Regions from separate parts of the Columba livia genome. Here region 1 is linked to region 2. A link is a contact called in public Hi-C data. All regions are on one chromosome and are shown on one strand. Each heading gives the region's core, a stretch centred on a gene start, on an enhancer-like site or on the middle of the called end of the contact. The rest is flanking DNA. Distances are from core to core; before and after follow the strand shown.

Region 1 (4,927 bases), core at 558-3,057, 79 kb after region 2:
GTCTATTCTTCTGTAAAATGAGGGGCCCATTGGCAGTTCTTTGGCAAGTGAGACAGAGGGACTACTTAATGAGAAGGAGAATGGTCTGATAAGGGGGAAGCAGTTGAACATGACAAGTGCAGGGAAAAATAGCAGAAGGCTGGTTTATAAATCACTGCATAATTGGCCCAAAATATTAATCCATTTTCACAGGGCCTGGGAAGAAGGGGGCTGCAGTTTTGGGGTAAATTAGCAACATGATTTTTCCAAAGTACATTTTAGAAAAGACAAGCACACAGTTCCATTTATCTTTCCCATACCAAGTGCTGTACTTTCAGGCTAATGGAAATGGTTTATGTTGCTTAATTTTCTTCTTTGAAATGGCGTATTGGTTTTTGCTGAAGAAATTGGACTTATGCTTGAATATGTCTGTATTTTAAAAATGGGGTTTTAGTTTAATAAGATGAAACCAATTAACCAGAAAAGTCATTGCCAATGGATTTTACAAGTACATTAAAAATATTGCTTTTTCTTGAAACATTTCATCACCCTTTTAAATGTTCCTTTTCCTTTCATTTGCCACCAGTGACAATGCACTGTGATGAATTTAGCCCTGCATGCCTTTTCCTGAAGACATTGATCTCTGGCCCTGATCATGTGTGTGTGTGTATGTGGGGGGTTGCAGGCATGTGCATACCCATCTATTTATTTCTGTCTCACTTTGCCCCTGGTGTTGTTCAGTGCATTTGACTTATGGCCTGAGGAAAAACAGAACACACAAGCTATAAAAACGTGTTCTTAAAATGTTACTTGAAGTGGCACAGGACCCAAGGGCTAACGAGCAATTTCTCAAAACCAGGTGTTAATGCAACTGCTGAAACATGTTGCAGCAGAGATGTTGAGGAAGGCGGTAGCACCTGGTTGTTACCCACTGAAACCCTGGGAGAGGAAATGTCTCCTGGAAACTCTTCTGAGGTCCCTCATTACTCCAGCTTCACCTTGCAAGTGAGGGTGGGGACAGGGGCACTCTGTCCTGCAGCAGCACGGAGGTCTGTGCTAATGAGGTCTGCTCTCTGAACAGCATTGCTCATTTAATTGCTTCTAGCAGTATTTTACTTCCATGCTGCATAATTACATTAGAGGGAATTTTCATATAAGGCCACACCAGCATCCTCTGCCCCTAAATTTCCATCACCCCTCTGCCTGCGAGTGGTCTGCATGACACACAGGACATGAGCGCACACTGAAGAACTACAGCGTTTCTCTTTCCATTACCTCAACCTTCCCCGTTCCCTCATAGCCTTGCCTTCTGCTGAAATGGCAAAGGATATGAACTTCTATGAGCATGGGGGGTGTAACCCAGGCAGGCATTGCCTTGGGGTGACGTGGTTTTCACTGCTCTGATCAGCTCTGTGTAAACTGAAGCATAAAGGGTCTGCTTTGATCCCTAATAACTTTGCTAGTTTGCTGTAGTTACCATCTGATACAGAGATGACGAAAACATGGTGCTTTGGGGTAAAAATAGGGTGTCTGTCCAAGTACATGGCGTATGATGCACAGAATTATCTGTTGCAAACAGACATCTCTGTTCATACCAGCTTCGCCCAATCCTTCAAGAAAACATCTGTATCATCTGAAAGAATAACAAACACTAAATTTTGGTCATAGGAAAGGCTTTAATTTTCATCTTCTGCAAGCAGTGGGAGTGCCCTTCAAGGCAGTGCCCATTTTACATCCTTGCTTCCATTTAGCAGTGGTTCTCACATTTTAAAAATAAGTCTTGATATTTTGTCAGCGGCCTGGCATTATTACTAATGCTCTGCGTATTTACCATATAACTGGTGATTGAGTTAAGGAAATGATTACATGGTGGGCTTTAAAGGAGCGTGAACTTCAGCACAAACCAAACAGTTGTTTCAAGTCCTTCTGGATTTGTGAATCTCTCTCAATTACCCACACCAAGTTGTGAATGGAGCTGCTCTTTCAAAAGGCAGGACAGCCCAACACCTCCTTCCAGTAGCTGTGGTGTGAGCAGCATGTACTGGTTTACATCCAAGCTCTTCTACTGCTTATTTAATTCTCATTTTTTCTGGCCTTTGTTGAATTTCTAGGCTGTCCCTCATATTAAAATGGCCTTGTTCCTCCAGGGAAACCTCCCCCCATTCAAACAAATGGTACCAACACCAAATAACCGCTTTGTGGTATCCAGTTTTGTCCTGCATTTGTTTTAAAGCTTCCCAGGAACCCTTGGCTACTCCGCGCAAACTGTTAACTTGAGGGTAATAATTTTGTCTGGGTTTTGTCACAGAAATTCAATTAAGGAGGATTATGAACACAGTTGTAGGCCTGTTTCATTTACAGTTGCAAATGAAACCCAGGCCACACACTGATCGTTTATATAGGAGAGGAGATGCTGTGTAGTTCTGAGTGGCTGAATTACCTGCATGTTCCTTTGTGTGGCTTCACTTATTGCAGAAGGGAGGGGAGGGAGACTTGCAAAATGAATAAAGGAGTGATGGGAAGGCGGGAAAGAAATCAGCAAGGGAAAAACTACCTCTGTTGCTTTTCCCTAGGAGGCACACTTCCCGTCTACACATAATAAACTCCACAGGGCATTTCTTCCTCCTTAGAAAACACATCCCAAGAGGCAAGAGCGAGTAGTCCTTTATTTATTTATTTATTTATTTATGGTTAACAAAGAGCAATATTCTGTTTTCATGGCCTTGGTTTGGCTCCAAGTCCCAGAGCCACCGGGGACAAGGCATACGGTTTCACTTTTTTTCAGTTCTTATTTGTGGGCCATGCAGGCCAACTTTTTTATTCCTTTTTTCTCTCTTCAAGTTTTTTCTGGAAGCAGCTGAATTCCCCAGGTAGAAAAGGGGGAGCGGGGGAAAGGGAGGAGAGGACATTTACCAGATGGGAGCAGGATGATGGCTGCTGCAGGGGCTGGCTCCTGGCAGCGTGTTTGGAGGTAATGAAACAAGGGATTTTGTTTATTTTGTGGGATGTCTTTTTTAGTTATGAAAGGCAAAACAAAGGCAGAACATGTCTTGATGTCCTCTGATGAAACGTCTGTGTTTGTAAAGGAGCAATATATCTCAGCTTCGCTTTGCAACAACAAGCTTGGGAATTACTTTGCACCACTCTGGAAATATGTGAAGGGCACGGCACTTGGTCATCTCTTCTGCCTTATACAGGCTTTGTCCCACAGCTCTGGGCTCTGTCCTCTAACCCTTGGGCTGGGAAATCCCACACTGATTTCCCTGGGGTATTGCCTGCCCGAAGACACATAGGATGTGGCCTCCTAATAAGACTTATCTCTCATCTACTAGATTTTATTAATAAGGAGTCATCACCATTTTGCAGGTAGGGAAGACAGAGGTATCCAGGGGTGGAAACGCAGCCCCAGTTGAGTCAAGAACAGGAACAGCCCCAATTCTCAGTCCCTGTTCTAAGTGAGTGCTGGAATGTCTGCTGAGGGACATACACAGTTTATCACCTTTGATTAAGGCTCTCTTCAAGTATACTCTATTTAACAACTTGTTTTCCTCATGTTTCTTGCTTTCTTTCTGATCCTTCAACTCCAGGAAGGGTTTTACAGTCCTTACTGTGGTTTCAACTTTGTGCCCAAGAGGCTTACTGGATTCTTCAGCAGATAAAGAGAAATAAGGTCTTTTGTTTCTACTTTTAGATCAGATAGTGTTTCCATACGCCTCTCTGTATACAGCCTTGACACTGTTAAAGTCTGAAAGAGAAGCAGGCAGCTTAATAATCCTCAAAAACTTCAGCAAAATTCACTGGAAGTAATGCATTGAAGTGTGAACATTATCTGCCTTTGCTTCATATCCAGGGCCATTCATCCTGTGGTGAGGGGCTTTTACAGCAATTTATATTTCTCAGTTGTTCTGTGGTAGAGTTGTCTTGTGTCACACCAAATTTGTTGTGAGAGCTTGCTGTTGAGACAAAACCTGGATGAAAAAAACGAAAGGCCTTATATAAAGGATGATCTGTAAGTCTTTTACCTTTCAGGCACTTTTTCTGAAGAAGTTAGGAAAATTGAATTCAGTGCCCTCAGCAGCTTTCAGTCCAGAAGAACACCACTTTGGAGTCGGAATTATGATTAGATGGATCGGAGTCTGAATAACCTTGCAAAAGTCAGCGGGTTCATGCTGGCACAAAACCGCTAGGGGAGGAAAGAAGGAGGATCAGGATTTTGCATAACTATCAGGTTACTTTGTTACAGCTTGTTGGGACAATCTATCATAATCCAGTTTTGCTGTATGGTGGAGGAAGGAGACGAGCATCTCCCGAGAGTGACTCATGAGAAAGATGTTCCCACAGGCGACAAGCGCTGACCTTTGGGAACACTGATCTCCTCCCGCTGTCAAACCACGCGCCTCGCTGCCTCGCCTAGCCCGGCTTTCAGGTGAAAAAAGCAGGATGAGATGAATCTCTGCCTACGTTCCAATCACATGTCTTACATTTAGTAAAGCATGTAAAAATAGCCCTTTTTTAGCCTCTTCCAGTCTGTAGATAGTGGAGTTAGAAACTGAGTCAGCATAAATGAGCTAAACTTCAGTTTTTGGTGGAATAACTACTGCTTTGCTCCCGTTCAAGCAGAGTCAAATCTCTCTGGAATTTTGGGGGGTTGCTCCAGCAGTACCCCTGAGCTTGGTGCCCAAACCTCAGCAAAGGTACAGAAACAGGCTGCAGGGTATGTAAGGTACATGGGATTTCATATGTTGCCTGATGTTTTGCACACAGTGCTTTTAGATTCATGACATCTGGCAGCATTGCCCTCTCCAAGTGTAGCAGAGGAATAATCCTTTCAAATCAGCTCTGGTGGAGAGTGAAATGTTTTTCACTATCCTCGTTTAAAAATCATATCCGAGTCTTTCCCTCCTGTGGCTGCTAACGGGTTTAGCACAAACAGTAAACACAGGCAGTA
Region 2 (5,192 bases), core at 716-3,215:
GTTTCATAAAGACTAAGTGTATCAAGGCTGACAAACCTAAATGTAATTTTTCATTGAAAACTCATTGGCAGATTTGCAGCTGATGTACTTTAGGGAAGCAGGCTTTTCTGTGGTTACTTGGTCTTAAATGAAGTGCATTAACTTGTGAGAGAATATATGTGAACTGCGTTTTTAGCATTTCACCCTTTGGTTAGCATTTTAGTTTTGATTCATGGGATTCTTCCCCCTCTAGTCCCTCCTCCCACAGTGATGGATGCTAACTCCAGAAAGGTGCTTTCAGTCATTTTGTCTGTCTTCCCTGAAGGCACAGAATTTCCCTGAGCTGATTCATGTTTGAGCTGGTCAAGTATTCTAAACAAGCATTCAATTTCGGTTTAAATATTTCTGAAGGAAGAAAACATCTTGGTTAGGTGTTTAAAATTCAGCAGCCTTTGTGATTATGTTGCCTCTTAGTTTCTCAGTTACCAGGTTCTTGGTTCTCTTACACTCTCATCTTTAGAGCATCACTTTTTCTTGCTGTGGAAATACTTGTGAACTGCAGTCAGGTCATCTCTTAATTTCTCTGTGATATTTCAGTATGGTACTGGATTCTTCTGTGTTTTTTTCAGTCCTTATTGCCTGATGGCTGTTCTCTGCATGCTTCCTAAGGATGCTACTGGCTAAAGAAGACAGTAACGCTGACAGCTGCAAAGGTTTGGGAGAACTGGAACAGCAGAGATTGCAGAGCAGAACTGAGTGGATAGATAGCAGGAGGGAAGGACTATAAAGTCATAAGGCAGAAAATAGGGATAGTGGTATAGGAAGCTCTTGACATGCAGAACCTGGTGCGATATGTGCCTGGTGAAGAACTGTAGTAGCTGTAGTGGCAAAAGGCAACAGCAGGTTTGTAGTGGCAGAGGAGGGCGGCTGGGAGGTGGGCAGGGACTGCAGCAGCACTGCTTGGAAATCAGAGCAGCGCTGGATCAGAGGAGCTCTCTGCAGGGAAATGTCAAAACATCTGTCTCTGCTTTACCTGGGCACAACCAGACTGTCTTTCGCTCAGGAGATCTGCGATGTTGGCAAAGAGAAAAGAGACACTTTAAACTAAGGGCAGAGTTCAGGTTGAATTTCTGGTGCGGAAACCATTCTGTTCTTGCAAGTGTAAGATCTGAGTTTGTAGAATAAAACTCACTTTTGTAATCTGTAGAAATGCATGAAGTGTTACTCATTTCACTGAAATGACCTGTGGGTGAGAATTTACCGGCCTGAGTTCTTGATTGCTAACAGAAGGCAAGCACTCTTAAACTATTTCCAAACGTTATACTAGTGTATGGTTGGGCTGCACTAACCTTAACTGTGATACTTGTGGTCTGGGAGGACTAGAACCTTCCCATAAGTAATACCATTTCTGTTTTTAGTTTGGAAAGATGTTATCATTTAATGAAAACTCTTTGTTTTCTGGCAGCCTACTCTGCTATCCATTTACAAAGCTCTCAAAGGACTTGGACGTCCGTGAAAAGTGCAAGAGCCTAATTCTACTCACAGGTACACTAGTGCAGCCTCATTGAAGAGCTGCGGTTTTCCTTGACTGAGGACTAGAACTATGAGGCCCAAAGCTCAAAGACAAGTTTGTACCTATGGGAAAAGGTTGCATAGGGATGGTATTTTTCCAGAATTAGGTCTGCAAGATTGTATTGTTTCAAAACCCAGCATCAAGAGGAACATTTCAAGTTTAATTTTTTTAAAAAGCCCAAACAACAAGATCGCTATTTCTAGTGAATTTTAGGCTTCCCAAATGTTTGAGCATGGGCTGCAGATGCAATTGATTAGAAACAGAAATAAAATAATGAGGCTTGCCTTTTTTTTCCTTTCTCAAGCTGATTCAACTCAGGAAGGAAAAAAAACCCAAACCTCTGAAGTTTTTACTTGGCTCGAGTAAGACTTTTCTCCACAAATAGACCAAATGAACTACTGAAGTGCTCCAGTGAAGTTATCGCAAGGACCTGAGCCAGTGGGATTATTTGCATGGCAGACTTCTACCTGGTAGAATCGGGGGTTTGAATTAATAGTATAAAGGATTGGAAATAATCTGATGTCTGCAGTTCTAATGCTCTAAGATATTTCCAGAAGAGATAAGGGCCTGATCCTGTACCAAGGGACACCAGTAGCAAAAGTTCCATTTATGTAAGCTAAAATTGGATTTTTCATTAAAAACAAGCAAACAAAACCCCCAAAAGTTCATGTCTTGCAGTTTTTATCCAAGGACGATTTGCTTTTGAAATTGGCAGATTACCTGAGTCTGGGCTGCGGGAGTTGGCCCCAGGTTTTCAACCTGACAGTACCTCTTTAAAATGCAGCAGTGTAATTTAGGCATCTCTTATTTGTTTTGAATAGCAGAACTAACATGTCTGTCAGTTACAATGACTTGATAGACATGATTAAAAGGCAGGAGATCAGGAAAAATGTGTGCTTATCACAGCCAACCCTCCTAGATGAAAAAGTAAGTGGCTCAGTGGCATATTTGTAATTGAGGTATAACTGAAAGCGTTTTTGGAAATGTGCTTTGTAGACTGCTTTGAAATGGTGTTTTCTATTATGACCAGTTTCTGGAACAGATTATCATGATTGTAGGAAGCACTTCAAAGCAGATTGATGTAGGAAGATCTTTCCCCGAAAACTTTGGCTTCTCTGTAAGACAGAAAGCTACAAATGTGTCTGCAATCTGTGTTGTTTCAGCTACAACAGCATTTATTTGATAAAAACGGGCTGCTATTAATTTCCAAAATGCTACAAAGCTCTTTGTATTTTGCTGGCCCCTCTGTTTCACAGAGGGTTTCAAAGGTTGTGTTTCCTTTCTCCCATATACTTCTAGATTTCTGGCTTGTATTTTTTTTTAAGAGCTGAGATTTAAACTTTGTAATGAAATATTGAGCTGCATCTGATAAACAGCCAGACACTAATTTAATATATCAGTAGCCAGACTTCCTAGAACAAATCTTGACACATTATCTAGTCCATTCCCCAACCTGGGCATCAACTATACCATCAGCATTCAGCTGAACACAGGCTCAGCTGAACTCCGCAATAGCTAAATCTTGGTAGGGGCTGGAGATTTGCTTAAAATATATTCACCTCTGAATTTTCACCCACAAGACTAGATATATTCCATGTCAACAAGATTCCTAAGAACTTTACTTGTAGGCTGTATCTTCAAGAACTTCAGTCTTTTACATACTTGCAAACACAGAAGCAAATGGGAAAAGCCAGCTTTCTGGTTGATATGAAACCAGGTGGTAACAGCATATTAAAGCGTGGTGGGATGTCAGTAAATTTTTAATGTTTTTTAAGCATATTGAAAAAGGAGAAAGCTTCTGCAGAAAATGAAAGGCAGCAGTAAGAAGAAAGACAAGAATCAACTAGAACCGTGTTGCTCCTCTATATTTAGTAGCACATGTAGAGGACAGGAAAGTTGTCATGTTTCTTTGTGCCTTATCCAGCTGTAATATATCAAACCCATTGCATCATCCTTTATGATTCCTAAGTGAAAAAAATTCTGTTTTGCCAGGGAATAAGCTGAGGTAAAGAGAAGTTGGGGTCCTTGCCTAAGCCCGTAGAGGGAGGCAGTGAATGAGAGCCCTGCAGTCAGTTGCTTTTTCTTGTTTGACAGCAGAAGTATGATGAATTCTTTATGTTAAAGCAGAAGGGCCTTGAAATAGTCCCTGCCCTTTCTGGGAAATTATTTTTTCCTATAAAGCAAGGCCAAATGCTGCTGATGGATACCTTATGAATACTAATGGTAACTGTTAAAAAGATGTTTTTTAAAAGTCCACAGTGTCATCAAATGAACAATTCTGACAAATAACTTTGATACCGAAATGTTTTCTTGCTTTTCTCTATCAGCTCTTTCAATAACTAAAGCAATACACTCGGTACACAATAATCCGTGGATTCAGTTCAAAGTTGCCATCTTGCTGTGTGAAGCCCCACCAGCACCTTCTCTGCAGAGTTGTGCTCAAGCGTTTGTCACCTTCTGGAGACTGGCAGTCTGTCCTGTTTATTAAAGGAAACAGCTGTTGGTAGAGAGACTCTTCCACACAACTCATGTTGTAGTTTGCCTCTTGCTTTCCTATAGTCACTCCATGGCTGGTGTTCACTATAGAATGCGGGAATAGAGGCTGAATGTGCTACAGGTTCAAGTATCATCAAACACTCTTCAGCCCTGGCCCCTGAAAGGGCTCTCCTTGTAACTCTGCTTTGTGGTGCTTCTTTAACCTGGTCGTCCTCACTCACACATCATGTTGTTGTTTAAAAACCTGCTTTGTTCCTTGCTCAAGCTGCTTCACTTCTTTCTTGCTCTGGTACTTAATTCCATAAAATCTGTTCTTTTATTCTAGAATACAATTTATTTTTAAAATGTGGTGAGTAAATGAAGTTATCTTATGCAAAGGAGTTATTCTGATTCTTTCTGAAATTAATGCAGATCACTTTTAAATAAGCTTCTAAAGCAGACAGCTCTGTGAACTCTTTCTTACCCTTTCTTTTCTCCAACATAGAAGATTAATAGCCAAGCACCAATTTTGCCTGTAATTTTAGTGAGCATACATTAATCTACTTAATATGTAGTATGCTTCTTGCATCTACACGTAATTAAATCATATTTGTTCTTAGAAACTATTCATCTAGTATAAACCTGCTTCCTGAGTAAATATTCCTTTAATTAGTAGAACAAATAGATTGCGGGATTTGGAGTTGATTATCACAGCATTCCTTTCCCTAATGTCTGCTTCAGATCTGCACAGCAGAGAGGTCTGCTAAATACAGCCAGGGAACGCAGCAGCAAGCTTTTTTGCAGTTTGAAAATAAATACATCTTATGAATACTTCACACCTACGGAACCCTTCATTTGGGGATTACAAAGTGCTTTGCATGCTGTGTGGGTATTATTTATTTCCAGTTTAGAGGAGGATAAAATAAAGCAGAGGGAGATTAAGGCCAATACGCAACATCCCCATATTGCATTAATAGGCGTAGCTGTACTAAGATGTGTGTGGTTGTATGCTGCTTGTGTAGAACAGCAGAAGACATGGCTTTTTATACAGGCTAATGAGGTACAGCCTTCATTTTTGGATGTCTGGTTGTGCATTTCTGGTCTCAGTGCTCCTGAAAGCTCAAAGCAGATGACAGTCAGGACACTTAGAGATATGAGGGATCTC

The links. A called contact is a pair of places that touch in the nucleus more often than the background predicts.
Region 1: a Hi-C map of crop shows a contact between it and region 2, with 2.4 times the contacts expected there. The contact joins two enhancer-like sites. A contact is called at or near these places in 2 of 2 Hi-C or Micro-C datasets (crop and liver).

The regions. Positions count from the first base shown.
Region 1 is chr7:11,919,369-11,924,295 of bColLiv1.pat.W.v2, forward strand. All of the region lies in intron 4 of SEMA5B (semaphorin 5B), which reads left to right. Among named protein-coding and RNA genes, the nearest start is that of SEMA5B, 91 kb to the left of the region's middle. Within about 2 kb of position 1,808, at least 2 of the 3 cell types and tissues checked have an H3K27ac peak away from gene starts, as active enhancers do.
Region 2 is chr7:11,839,721-11,844,912 of bColLiv1.pat.W.v2, forward strand. All of the region lies in intron 1 of SEMA5B (semaphorin 5B), which reads left to right. Among named protein-coding and RNA genes, the nearest start is that of SEMA5B, 11 kb to the left of the region's middle. Within about 2 kb of position 1,966, at least 1 of the 3 cell types and tissues checked has an H3K27ac peak away from gene starts, as active enhancers do.